Regions from separate parts of the Sus scrofa genome. Here all the other regions are linked to region 1. The links are chromatin contacts, called in public HiChIP or PLAC-seq maps. All regions are on one chromosome and are shown on one strand. The core of a region is the stretch at or near the end of the contact, and the rest is flanking DNA. Distances in the headings are between cores, read along the strand shown.

Evidence for each region. HiChIP or PLAC-seq counts read pairs in DNA pulled down with a chosen protein or histone mark.
Region 2: an H3K27ac HiChIP or PLAC-seq map of skeletal muscle shows a contact between it and region 1. The contact joins the enhancer-like site here to the promoter of GADD45B in region 1. A contact is called at or near these places in 2 of 5 promoter capture datasets (fetal skeletal muscle and liver), 13 of 47 Hi-C or Micro-C datasets (adipose tissue, alveolar macrophages, embryonic fibroblasts and 6 more) and 2 of 2 datasets of contacts at active chromatin or transcription factors (alveolar macrophages and skeletal muscle).
Region 3: an H3K27ac HiChIP or PLAC-seq map of skeletal muscle shows a contact between it and region 1, with 18 times the contacts expected there. The contact joins the enhancer-like site here to the promoter of GADD45B in region 1. A contact is called at or near these places in 5 of 5 promoter capture datasets (fetal liver, fetal skeletal muscle, liver and 1 more), 36 of 47 Hi-C or Micro-C datasets (adipose tissue, alveolar macrophages, blood and 17 more) and 2 of 2 datasets of contacts at active chromatin or transcription factors (alveolar macrophages and skeletal muscle).

The regions. Positions count from the first base shown.
Region 1 is chr2:76,109,551-76,114,213 of Sscrofa11.1, forward strand. GADD45B (growth arrest and DNA damage-inducible protein GADD45 beta) reads right to left here and starts at 1,908. Exons shown (of 5, transcript XM_005654701.2): 1 at 1,412-1,908; 2 at 174-524; 3 at 1-71. The coding sequence starts at 217.
Region 2 is chr2:76,007,240-76,011,824 of Sscrofa11.1, forward strand. The region is part of intron 2 of GNG7 (guanine nucleotide-binding protein G(I)/G(S)/G(O) subunit gamma-7); the gene reads left to right. Among named protein-coding and RNA genes, the nearest start is that of GNG7, 80 kb to the left of the region's middle. Within about 2 kb of position 3,127, at least 55 of the 83 cell types and tissues checked have an H3K27ac peak or open chromatin away from gene starts, as enhancers often do. A contact at or near this core is called in adipose tissue, alveolar macrophages, embryonic fibroblasts and 5 more, where this site is marked.
Region 3 is chr2:75,992,173-75,996,346 of Sscrofa11.1, forward strand. All of the region lies in intron 2 of GNG7 (guanine nucleotide-binding protein G(I)/G(S)/G(O) subunit gamma-7), which reads left to right. Among named protein-coding and RNA genes, the nearest start is that of GNG7, 64 kb to the left of the region's middle. Within about 2 kb of position 1,504, at least 34 of the 83 cell types and tissues checked have an H3K27ac peak or open chromatin away from gene starts, as enhancers often do. A contact at or near this core is called in adipose tissue, fetal liver, liver and 6 more, where this site is marked.

The DNA.
Region 1 (4,663 bases), core at 658-3,157:
CCACGGTGAGGCGGTCCTGGCGCTGCGCGGCCACCAGCAGCTCCTCCACCGCGGCGCTCACCGTCTGCATCCTGGAGCCAAGGAAGATGGGGGTCAGCGCCGGATCGGCCACCGGGTACTCCGGTCCCCGCCCGGCCCGGCCGACCTCAGGCGGCGGGGCCCCGGTTACTTACTTTTGCGCCGCGTTGTCGCATGCCACGAGCTCTTCCAGTGTCATGTTGCAGTTATAATCCACAGTGGAAAACAGCCACACGACAGTTCCAAGGATGAAAATGAAAAATCCGAGGCCGGAGAGCCCAAAGCCTTCCCACGGAGCCCGAGCGTTCGTCTAGACCTTCAGATCGCAGCGAAATCCTCTCCACAAAAAACGAAAAAGATTGCAAATACCTCAGCAAAAAATAATCCAGGAAGCGACCGCTAACAGCGCGAGTCCTCAGCTTCAATAATCTGAACCCGCGGCCGCGGGCACCGCCACTTATAGACTGTACAATAGGGGCGTGGCCCCGGTGGACCGTCTTCTCTTCCTATTGGAGGAAAAACAAAGGCGAGAGAAACAGGCGCCGCGGTTGGCTGGCGGTGGGAAGAGGGCGGGGCGCCGTGCGGGGGCGCCCCACGTGGGGGCGAGAGCTGGGAGGAGGGCGCGAGGGGGGGAGCGGGGAGTTTGAGTGCCAGAAAAAAAAAAAAGCAGAAGTTTTCTCCTGATTTCCCGGCAGCCGAGCCGCGTTTCGGGGCGCGCGCGGGATTTCCAGCGCGCCAGGCGGCCCTGACTTTCGGGGGGGCCTGGAATCCCCTCCCCGTCCTCGGAGAGTCCCCGGCCTGCACCTTTCCAAGTCCTGCTGGGGTTTTGCATGGGGAGAGAGCACTGTTTGCAGCCTGATCCTTTCTAGTGATGGTTTCCGGGATCTCCCCAGGCTGCAGGGACCCCAGACCCAGGGTGACTTAACTTTCTGGGCCCTTGTCTAATGGGAATGCAGCGCTGGCCTCCTTGGGTTGCAGGAGTGCAAAATAAAATTAGGAGTACGCAGTAAGCGAATAACAAGCAAGCGGTGATGGTTGCGGGAGACTGCCTCCAGGTCTCCAAAGTTGGGGGCTGCGAAGGCGGCCTGAGTCCCCACCTGTCCTATGACAATGCACACTGTCCTCATTGGGTTGCAGGAAGCCTTGACTTTAATAGGGAGGTACACAGTACGCACTCCGTAGAGTCAGTTACGACCTGGTAGTCGTAAGAGGCCGCCTCGAGGTACCCAGAAGCAAGGGTTGCAAAGCCTAGGACCGAGACGCGATGCCCCCTCCCCACCCGCCGCGAGTTTCAGGGTGGGGCGAGCGTGGGAGGTGCAGGTGGCTCCGCCTCGCAGGTTCCGCGCCCCCTGCTGGCGCCTCACTTTGGGTTGTTTGCACCTCCGCGCCTCACCTGACAGTGGGGGAATTAGAGGCCGGAGAGAGATCGAGGGAAAACATTTTTGCAGGCGTTGCGTGCTGCCACCTTGGCACGCTTCCCGCGATGCTCGCCACTTTTACTTCCTCCCTCCGGAGAGGGCGCTGAGTGTATTGAGAGTACTGTGTATCAGGCTCCCCCTATCACTTGCCTTATCTCTTAATCCCCAAGAACCTAGGAAGCAAGGGCTATGCTTATCTGCATGATGTAGAAGAGGAAACTGAGGCTTCGTGAGGCTTCCACTCCCTCAAGCTACGGGTTAATTCGTACTGGAACCACACTTGTGCGCCAGGCACGGCCGCACTCTGGGACTGCCGCCAGCCTCGCCCTCTCCCCGGGAAAGCAGTTCACGAGCCAGGCGGGCAGGCCCGCGTAGGACTTTCTCCCACGGTCGATCAGGGGCTCCCGGGTGACTCACAGCTGCGCCCCCTCCCCCGCCAGCCTGGGGTCTGGTCTCTGCCCCGCCGCTCGGTTCCCCCAGCTCCTCGGCCAGCGGTCGAGCTGACGCATCCCGCCGCCTCCGCGCCGCCCACCGTGGGGGCGCGAAATGTTCTGGGCGCTGTAAGGCGAGTTGGCGCCACCTGGCGGCCATACGAGGTCCCTGCGGCCCGCAGCGCCGGAAGGGACAGACCGGCGGGGGCCGGGTGAGGAGGAGGACTGAGGTAACAGCGGCAGTATTTTGTATACACAGTATTTTATATGTGCAACATGTATTTAATAAGTTTATAGATGCAATTTTTTGAAAAATCAAGTAAACTACTGCCCAGGGCTGCGAGTTTTGTTTTTCGTTTGTTTTTGTTCTTAGGGCCACACCCGCGGCATATGGAAGTTCCCAGGCTAGGAGTTGAATCAGAGCTGCAGCTGCTGGCCTACGCCACAGCAACGCAGGATCCGAGCAGTGTCTGCGACCTCCACCACAGCTCACGGCAATGCCGGATCCTTAACCCACAAAGTGAGGCTGAGGGATGGAACCGACAACCTCGTGGTTCTTAGTTGGAGTCGTTTCTGCTGCATCACACCGGGAACTCCCCCCCTGTTGTTTTTTTTTTTTTATGGTAAAATATGCGTGCTATATATCATTTTGACCATTTGTAAGCATACTGTTTGGTGGTGTTAAATATATTCACAATGCTGTGTCACAATCACCGTGATCTAGACCTCAAAATTTTCTATCATTCCCAACATAAACTCCTGGGAGTTAAACATGAGCTACCACCAGCTCCTGTCACCTACCATTATACTTTGTCTCTATGAATTTTATCCTTTAGGGAGGAGGAAGAGAGTGGGATGGACGGGCACTCAGGGTTTTTGTATGCAAACTGTTAAATTTGGAATGGACCAGCAATGGGCTCCTACTGCACAGCACAGGAAACTGTGTGTGATTGGGTCACTTTGTTGTACAACAGAAATTGAAGAGATGTTGTAAATCAAGTATACTTTAATAATAGTAAAAAAGGAACCTCCCATAGATGGGATCATAGTGTATTCATCCTCTTGTGTCTGACTTATTTTATTGAACATAATGTCTTCAAGTCTCATCCATGTATACGTCAGAATTTCCTACTTTTGGGAGTTCCATTCGTGGCTCAGTGGTTAACGAACCTGGTTAGGATCCAAGAGGATGCAAGTTCGAGCTCTGGCCTTGCTCAGTGGGTTTACAATCCTGTGTTGCCATGAGCTGTGGTGTAGGTTGCAGATGAGCCTCAGATCCTGGCTTGCTGTGGCTGTGGCACGGGCCAGTAGCTGTAACTGATTCGACCCCTAGCCTAGGGACTTCCATATGCCACGGGTGCGGCCCTCAAAAAAAAAAAAAAAGCAAAAAAAAAAAAAAAAAAGAATTTCCTCCTTTTAATTTAATGCTGACTAATATATTGCATGGATAGACCATATTTAGTTTATCCAATTCACCTGTTGTTGGGCATAGGGGTGGTTTCCAGTAATTGTTGTGTTGCATTACTTGTTTTTGTCCACAAAGTTTTATCGGAACCAGGGCAGGTTGTATGGTGAGGAGAGTGAAGCATCCACCACCTCAGGCACAAATTTTAAGGGAATGCTACAAAACTCAGTCGTCAAATAAGCAAATAATGTAGTTGATTGCAGTTGATTTACAATGTTGTGCCTTAATTTTTTTTTTTATGGCCTTAACTGCAGCATAAGAAGGTTCCCAGGCTAGGGGTCCAGTTGAGGTTGCAGCTGCTGGCCAAGCCACAGCCACAGCAACTCAGGATTCAAGCCACATCTGTGACCTATGCCATAGCTTGTGGTAATACTGGGTCTAAGCCATTGAGCAAGGCCAGGGATTGAACATGCATCCTCATGAACACTATGTCAGGTTTTCAACCCACCACTGAGCAACAATTCTGAACTCAAAGTTTAGTAGTTCCCTGGTGATTCCTTAGGTTAAGGATCTGGCATTGTCACTGTAGTGGCTTGTGTCGCTGCTGTGGCACAGTTTCGATCCCTGGCCCAGGAACTTCTGCATGCTGTGAGTGAAGCCAAAAAAGTTTTTTTTTAATTTTTTGTTTTTCTAGGGCTGCACCTGCGGCATATGGAGGTTCCAGGCTAGGGATCGAATGGGAGCTGTAGCCTCAGTCCTACACCACAGCTCATGGCAATGCTGGATCCTTAATCCACAGCGAGGAGCCAGGGATTGAACCTGTGTCCCCATGGATACTAGTCAGTTTCATCTCCAATGAGCCACAACAGGAGCTCGCCCCTGCAAATTTTTTTTTTTTTTTTTGTCTTTTTGCCTTTTCTAGGGCCACTTCCGCGGCATATGGAGATTCCCAGGCTAGGGGTCTAATCGGAGCCGTAGCCACCGGCCTACGCCAGAGCCACAGCAACACGGATCCGAGTCGCGTGTGCAACCTACATCACAGCTTACGGCAACGCTGGATCCTTAACCCACTGAGCAAGATCAGGGAACAAACCCGCAACCTCATGGTTCCTAGTCGGATTCGTTAACCACTGTGCCACGACGGGAACTCCACCCCTGCAAAAATTTTTAACCGAAATGTATGTCAAGAACTCCCCACCCATGATGAACAAAAGTCAAGATTTTAAGTACAGACATGATCTGGATGTCCCATTGTAGGTCAGTGATAACAAACCCAACCAGTATCCATGAGGATGCAGGTTCTATCCCTGGGCTTGCTCAGTGGGTTAAGGATCTGGTTTGTCATGAGCTGCGTTGTAGGTTGCAGGTGAAGCTCCGACCTGGCGTTGCTG
Region 2 (4,585 bases), core at 1,877-4,376, 100 kb before region 1:
AAACTGAGAGGAAGTACACAGTTCCCAGAAGCCCCCTGGTCCCCCACTCATGCACTGCCCCCCAATACCTTTTTATCATCATAATGTTGTACATATCTGTGGAAGGGGGGTCAGCCACACCTACGGTATATGGAAGTTCCTGGGCCAAGGATCACACTCAGGCCATAGCAGTAACCAGAGCCACAGCATTGATAACACCAGATCCTTAACCCATTGAGTCACCAGGGAACTCCTTGAAACACAAATGCTTTTAACTTTGATGAAGTGTCCCCATTTATCTTTTTTTTCCTTGTGTTACTTGTGCTCTTGGTATTGTATCTAAGAAGGATTCCAACCTGTATGTTTTTTTTTTAATTTTTAAATATAGATTTACAGGGAATTAGAAAGAAAAGTGCAAGGGATCCCATGGACCCCTTCCTTCTCCAGTTGTTGGCATCTCGACTAACTAAAGTACGGTGTCAAATCCAGCAAACCAACATGGGGTAAAACCCATAAAGCTCATTCAGACTTCACTGGTTTTACACTCAGTTGTGTGTGTAAGAGTCTATGTATTTTTATCATACAGTGTAGCCTCAATCATTCTTTTTTTTTTTTTTTTGGTCTTTTTAGGGCCTCACTCTCAGCATGTGGAGGTTCCCAGACTGGGGTTCTAATAGGAGCTGTAGCTGCTAGCCCACACCAAACATCGCCAAATCAGAGCCGTGCCTGTGACCTATACCACAGCTTATGGCAATGCCGGATCCTTAACCCACCGAGTGAGATCAGGGACTGAACCTGTGTCCTCATGGATGCTAGTCAGATTCATTTCCGCTGAGCCATGACGGGAACTCCTCAATCATTCTTAAGAGTGTATACAGTTCCCTCCACCAGGAAATATGAGACTCACTGGAGCAACAATTCCAGGAGATCTTTGACTCATCTGCCTTTTAAGGCAAATGCTACTACTGGCCTCATTTTGCAGGCAACGAGCCAGGAAATCCATTCCAGTTCAGTTTCCCTGTATCCCACAGCCACTGGACAGTCGAGCTTCTGCTTCCAGAGTTGATGTTCTTAGCTGCCTTGAAAGTGTTCCCCTAATTATTAGATTTTTTAAAAAGATTAAAATCTTTTTAATAAAAAAAAAGATAAGGCAGAACATTCTGACTGTCCCTCGTGAGTCCAGAAACACAGCTTGTTTTCCTTCCAGTGTCAGAACACTCTGCTGTACCTTCACTTACATACAGAGACGGACAGCCTGCATTTAGGGGCTGTATGGTTAAAATTAAGGAGTTCCCTGGTGACCTAGTGGCTTAAGGATCTGGCATTGTCTCTGCTGTGGTGTGGGTTCAGTTCTTGGCCTGGGAACTTTCACATGCCACAGGCGAGGCCAAAAAAAAAAAAAGAAGGGAAGCAATAATCACACAGTGCGTGGCTTTTCACCATGAGAACATCTAGAACAGGGACTGAATGGGGGAAGCTCCATTTGGCATTACCCCTCTCGCTCTGGGTGCATCCCCTGTGAGTGCCTTTGCAAAACAGTGGGTTTATTTTACAAAACTTTTCTTAGGTTGTATCTCATGATCCAGCTCATGGCCATTGAATTCATGATACCAGATGCTCAAATAATGAGACCTGTTGTAACCCACCCCCTAAACACAGGCCACTCAATAATCTGAATTTTTACAAATTGCATCCTGTTTTAAATGCACTAGAAAGGCCTGGAATTTCAAGGAACAAAATGCTGTTTCCACCTTTTCATTGTCCCGGAGGCAACATTTCAGTTCACTCGTCACTTGTTTTTCTAAACTTCTGGCTTAAGTTTTTCTAAGTCCTGTGGAGGTTGCAGATGTAACTTTCTCAATGAGATTACAAATGAGGAAAAGGATGTTGTCGATGACTTGCGTGGGTGTCAGCTGGACTCCCCAGCATTGCCATGTCTTTTTTTTCTACACCGTTCCTTTGTGCCTTCACCCAACTATGGCTGCAGTAGCAAGTACCCCATGGGGCACTGACTGTGCAGCCCCCGAGTTACAGGAGGGTTTGGCTGGCCTGCCTAGGGCCCTGATGCGGGGGAGAAGGAGTCCTGGCCCAGCCTTTCAGTAGCTGCGCCACGGATATTCCTTAAGGTCAAGCCACAAACGACAGTTGCTTGTTCATGTATCACAAGTTCTTCTAGATAGGGTTCTCACCTGGGCACTCTGGCCTCCAAGGGACCCTGAGCCATGTCTGGGGACATCTGCGGTTATCATGATTTTGGGGGGAGCCGGGCACTGGGTGAATGGGGCCAAGGAGGCTGCTTCACCCCGTATAGTGCCCAGGATACCTCTCAGAGGATGTCAGGGCCCTAAATGTCCACAGTGCTTCCCGAGGGGAGAACCCTTTTCCTACCCTGTGCAGTCTGTTAACAAAGGAAGACGCTACCTTAAAAATGCAAGAGTAAGGAGTTCCCACTGTTGTGCATCAGAATCCGACTAGTATCCATGAGGATGCAGGTTCAACCCCTGGCCTTGCCAGGGATCCAGCATTGCCATGAGCTGTGGTGTAGGCTGCAGGTGTGGATCCTGTGTTGCTGTGGCTGTGGCTGTGGCCAGCAGCTGTAGCTCCGATTCGACTCTAACCTGGGAAGTTCCATATACGGCAGGTGCAGCCCTAAAGAGCAAAAAAAAAAAAAAAAAAAAAAAAAAAAAAAAAAAGGAAGAGTCAAGGATCCTGGGGTCAGGGCGGGGGGGAGAACCACCAGATTCTTTCATACAAGCCCTTCCATGTTGCCTCTGAACTTCGATGTTTCAGACCAAACCCAGGTTGACAACCTACTTGACAACCTTAGAGACATGCCCAAACCTCCCGGAATTTGGGAATTTCGGGGAGTGTCATGCTGGGCTGCCACAGGATCCTCTCCCTCAGCCCCTGCATCCCTCGTTTCCCAGCTAGCAGGGCATCGCTCTCTGGCCAGCACCTCTTGAAATGCTCTCAGAAACCAGCCTGGTTTGTTTGGATGAACCGAGGAAGGGTTAGGCCAGTGCAGTATTTATATGGGTGAAACTGAAACCTCAGATCCCAGCGTAGATTTTCAAGCAGACAGACATTCCTCAAGTCAGCGAAGGAAAGTGCCGGCTCCCCAGGGTTACCCCGGGACAGCAGCCCGCACGTCAGCAGAGCATCACGTGGTGTTTACACTCGCAGAGCGGGACAGCCGGCCGTCCTGTGAGCAGACTGCAGAACCCAGTGGCATCTGGTTTTTCCAGCCATGCGTGGGGCACCAAACTTCCTGTCATGCCCCGCTCCCCCACCCCAGGTCCCTCTTCTTCATTGGCACTCAGTGGAAATGTTCACTGGAAACTCAACTTCCCATTTTTGGAGATGCTTCTAGAAACTAGACCCCTTTCCAGCTTATAGTGAGGTGACCTTTTAGTTCAGCTTCAATCTTTTTTTCCTTCCCTTAAAAGTAAATTAATGAGGAAGTGATACTGGTTCAGTATAAATCAGTGTTTTCTTAACCTTGTTTTTTTTTTTTTCTTTTTTTTGCGATCACTGCCCCCACCCCAGCCCAGCCTTTTTTGACTTTTTTTTTTTTATCCTAATTGCACATCAAAAAGAATAATGCTGGCGTTCCCATCGTGGCTCAGCGGAAACGAATCTGACTAGTATCCATGAGGACGATCCCTGGCCTTGCTCAATGGGTTAAAGATCTGGTGCTGCTATGAGCTGTGGTGCAGGTTGCAGACGCAGCTCAGATCTGGCGTTGCTGTGGCATAGGCTGGCAGCTACAGCTCCGATTTGATCCCTAGCCTTGGAACCTCCATATGCCGCTGGTGCGGCCCTTAAAAAAAAAAGGTAGGGGGGATTTTTAAATCCTTGGAGGTTTAAAAACATCCAGCACAATTGTTATTTTCTATTGCTGGCTGTGGATAAAGACATACCATATAGCTAAACAATATGAGTTCATAGTGATACTTTAAAAAAAAATAACTTAAGTGTTGAACCCTCCTACAATGTTGGTGGGAATGTAAATTGGTGCAGCCACTATGGAGAATGGTATGGAGGTTCCTCAAAAAAATAGGAGTTCCCTGGTAGCCTATTGGGTTAAGGGTCTGGTGTCACTGCTGTGGTGTGGGTTTGATCCGTGGCCCCGGAACCTCTGCATGCCACTGGTACAACCAAAAAAAAAAAAAAAAAAAACAAAAAACAAAAACCTAATAATAGAGTTTCCATATGATCCAGCAATCCCACTCCTGGGCATATATCCAAGAAAAGATGAAAACTCTAGTTTGAAAAGATACATGTACCCCCGTGTTCATTGCAGCGCTATTTACAATAGCCAAGACATGGAAACTACCTAAATGTCCATTGACAGAGGAGTGGATAAAGAAGATGTGGCACATATACACAATGGAATATACTCAGCCATAAAAATGAAATAATGCCATTTGCAGCAATATGGATGGACCTAGAGATGATCATAAGTGAAGTCAATCAGAGGAAGACAAATATTATATGATACCACTTATATATGGAATCTAAAATATGATACAAATGAACCTATTTACAAATCAGAAACAGAATCACATGGAAAACAATCTTATGACGTTTCTGTTGTGGCTCAGCA
Region 3 (4,174 bases), core at 254-2,753, 120 kb before region 1:
TTCCCAGCTGTGACAAACATGGACCAGGGAAGGGTGGTTGGGGAAGGGCAGGTGGCACTCTCCCTGCTGTCTTTGTAACTTTTCTGTAAACCCCAGATTATTTCAAAGTACACATTTGTTGGGGGAAAAAAAAAAAGGACTAAAGGAAAGAACTTGTACAGTCAAGCATTGTGGCCTCAGTCAGAGGAGGGGAAGGAGGGGGAAAGTGGAGAAGCCAGGCGGCGGGAGAGTGAGTGGTGGGTCAGGCTGCCGATCAAAACACTGACCTGGCGCCCAGCACAGGCCAAGGACGGTCATAGGTGCCAGACACAGTGGTGAATCAGTGAGTGAAGCCCCGGCTTCCGAGGACAATGCTGGCACAGACACCTAAGAAAACGAGAAGCACAAGAAGAAGAAATTAGGAAATGTGCTGAGGCGGGGCTGAGCAAAGAGATGAGAGCCTGAGGTCCAGGGAGGTCTTGGAGGAGGCCACGTCCATGGCAACCTTAAGGAATTGGAAGGAGCGTTGGAGGCAGAAGGCAGGGTGCTGGTGAGGAGGGAGCTCTGAGGGCTTCCTGGAGGTGGCGGCTTGCAGGGCTGGAGGTGGGAATCGGTGGGCAGTGCATGGACAGTTGTGAGTTGTGATGGCCAGGAGTCCTGGAGAATGGCCCTCTGTCCAGGCTGCTCTCTTGCTTTTGATCAGACTCATGGAGGCCCCAGGCTCTCAGTCCCTGAGGCAGAGTCAGAGCTGAAGTGGCACATGGGGTCTGGTCCCTACATGGGTCACCTCTGCCTCCTGGAAAATGCCCAGGCCCTCAGCTAGGCCAGCAGTCTCAACCAGGGGGCATTCTGCTCCCAGAGGACAGTGGGCCATGCCTGGGGCATCCGTGGTTGTCACGATGGGGCGGGGGGGGGGAGTCTGGCATTGAGTGGGTGGGGGCCGGCGGGTTCTGCTCCACCCACCACAGTGCCCAGGACCGACCCCAGAGAGAATGACACGGTCCCGATGTCAGCAGTGCCAGGGGGAGACCCTATGTTAATTATTCAGAAAAAATATTGTGTCTGATCTCTGCTCACACTGGACACTTGGGTTTAGAGCCAGGCTGGACGCAGGAGGTATGACCCCAAATCACTCTTCTGCTTGGAAATTCAAATACCTGTGACATTGGGTTTCCCCAGTTTCCTGCACCCCCATCCTGAGCCTCCCCCAGGGCATTGGTGGCCACATGGTGCTCAGAGCTGGGAGGCCTCAGAAACTCGCTTTCAGTTGTGGGATCAGCCACAGAATCTTCAGGGCCTGGTACAAAATGAAAACCCGGGCCTCTTGTTCAAAAATTACCAGGAGATTCTAGATAGCAAGAGCAGAGCATTAAACCAAGGGTGGGCCCGAGGCCGGCACTGGCTCAGCTCCAAGGTCGAGGCCAGAAGTTTGGGGGGGGGGCACTCTGGGCTGGGCCCTGGCCCCCGAGCGTGTCCCCTGCAGCAAGGCCAAGCCGCTGTCCTTGGCGCCCATCCCTGTTTACTCCACACGCTTCAGCTGGGCCGGGCTGACCAGGAAAATCTGGGAAAGATCATTCTGCTCGCAGGGCGGCCTCCAGGGGCGTGCAGACCTGGGGAAAGCATGGGCTGCCTGGGCTGGAGCCTGGGTCGATGGCCTTCAAGCCCTGCCCTCCCTGCCCCCTGGCTACAAGGACTGTGGCTTCTGTCTCCCATGCCCCCAGCGTGTTCCTGACGTGCAGACAGAATACACAACCTGAGTGGCAGAGAAAGGAGGCCACCTGCATAGTCTGGGGTCATCCTGGTTCGTACCGTCTAACCCCTAGGAATGTGTCCTTGTGTCTAGTGTAAGCAGGCATCAGACTCAATCTTTTCTCTAATAATTAACCCGGGGTTTCCCCCTTGGCACTGTGTTTGCTGGGGCCGGGTCACGGTCTGTGGGGGGCCATCCTGGGCACTGTGGAGTGTGGCGTGGCCTCCCTGGTCCCCAAGCCCTAGATGCTGGGGTACCCCCAGTCCTGATGACCACAGATGTCCCCAGACTCCCCCCCCCCAGGGTGAGAGCACCTCAGGTCCAGCCCTCTGAGGGGGAGGGGCTTCAGAAGCTGCACCGGGCAGCTGGGTCTCTTTCCCGGCACCCCCTGGGAACAAGCTTGGTGTCACAGGGATCTGCTGCAGCCGCAGTGCCAGGAACACTGCCCGGGCTTCTGCTGGATTTCTTGGCCGTGAAACATGGAGGGCTGGGAGCTGTGCTTTCCAGGGATTGGGCAACAAACCTCAGCGTCTATGCTGACGGCTTCCACACGCAGCAGCCCGGAATCGGCAGCTCTGTGGGCTCCACACTCCACCCCCAAACCCATCCTGTGCCCACAGGGGTCCAGACTCAGGGGCTGAGCTGCTGCTTCCAAAGTCATTTCCATTACTGGACCAAGACCGGGGTCTCATCGGGCGTGACCCTGCCCCAGGGGACACTGGGCCATGTCTGGGGACATCTGTGGTGGTCACGACTTGGGGGCTCCTGGCCCTAAGAGGGTGGGGCCAGGGAAGCCGCTCAACACCATGCAGCACCCAGGACGCCCCCACCCCCCGCCAGGGGGATGACTCAGCTCGGAGCTCTCCCGGAACTCCTGGTCTGGGGAGCTCATGGTTCTGGTCTCAGGTCCACAGGATGAGGTCAGAAGGCTGGTGCGGCCCTGTCCACTCTGCAGCGGATGGGGTGCACGGGACCCTGGATCACTGCCTGTGTGTGAATGGGGCACTGTCTTCAGACATGTGGTCCTGATCCCCTGTGCTGGTTTCCTCAAAGCCCTTTAACCCCTGCCCCGGGGTCTTGACAGCCACAGCCTTGCTCTGTGATGTCAGCAGCTGGCTCCATGGCCACCGGCCTAAGGCTTCCAGAAAGCTCACGCCCACTCCCAGGAAGGAGCTCTGGGGGAGCTGCCTGTTTCCAGTCAGCACCAGGTGGGGGGGTGAGGGAGGTGGACAGGGCATCAGGGCCCAGCCCAGGCAGCTCCCACAAACCCCTCTGAGCGTCCACAGGTCTCACCTCCAGGCTGCCAGCTCGGAGGGCTGAGTCAGGGCTGTGTCACGTGGAGGAAAGAAATGCCAGCTCAGCTGCAGCCTTAGAAGCTTCGTCAGATCAGTGAAGTCCCTGCTTAGCCTGCCACCCCCGACCTGCCCCTGCCACCCCATACCCGCTCCCCATTCTCCCAAGGGCCGGTCAGCTTTGGACGTGGCCACCCATTCCCTCCCCGCCAACCGCCAAAGACATCTTCGCAGCCCCCGACAGTTGCAGGAGCTACTGACACTCGCTACCATGTGGATGGACCTCGAGACCACGATGCTCAGAGAAGCAGACACAGAAGGACACACTATGTGATTCCTCTCCCCCTAGTACTCGCACTGCTGGCCCGCATCACTTTAGGATCTGTGCTCCCGCGTCCCTTTCCAGTGAGGGTGCCACAGCCCCAGTCCTTCCGAACAGCCTTCCTTTTCTCCTGGATGCCACCGAGTGAAACCGTCTCTGCTTCATGCAGTTATCTGTGTACGTGTTCCTCTCCCCGACCTAGAATGTTAGGTCTGTCAGGCGTTGTCCAGTCCAGAGGTCACTAACTTTTCTCCAGAAATGGCCAAAGAGGGACTATTTTTGGCTTTGTGGACTGGACACCCTCCATCAAGAGGACTTAGAGCTGTCCTTGTAAATTACCGCTCAGGGCTGCATGCCAATAAACCTTTATTTAGGAGAATATGTGTGGAGTGATTAAGGAATGGAACGTGTCTCGAGGACTGCCCTGCTGAGGATGACGGGCCTGGATGCCTTGACCCTGAACATGTTGGGTTGTGACCTACAGAAGCTTCCACAGTGCATATGTTAGGTGTGAGAGGTTCACGCTGACCACAAACTTCCGAGTTACAGCCTGCTTTTCTTCCCATCCTCCCCTGACCAGCGAGGCAGGCTGGGCACAGGCCGGCAGTCAGGTCCAGCACCCTCATCATCCATGGGGAGCTCTGATCACCAGTCTTGGCTGTGACCTCTCCTGCTCCATCACCTCAAGTAGGCCTCTGAGTTGGTGCCGTGGGATAGAGACCCCGAGATAACATTAGCAGGCCCCCCAGGGGGTTCTCTGTCTGCCCTGCCCTCGTCCCTGTTGGTGCCCAGGGACAAAGACCCTTAGGGAACTTGACATCATTGCCTGCG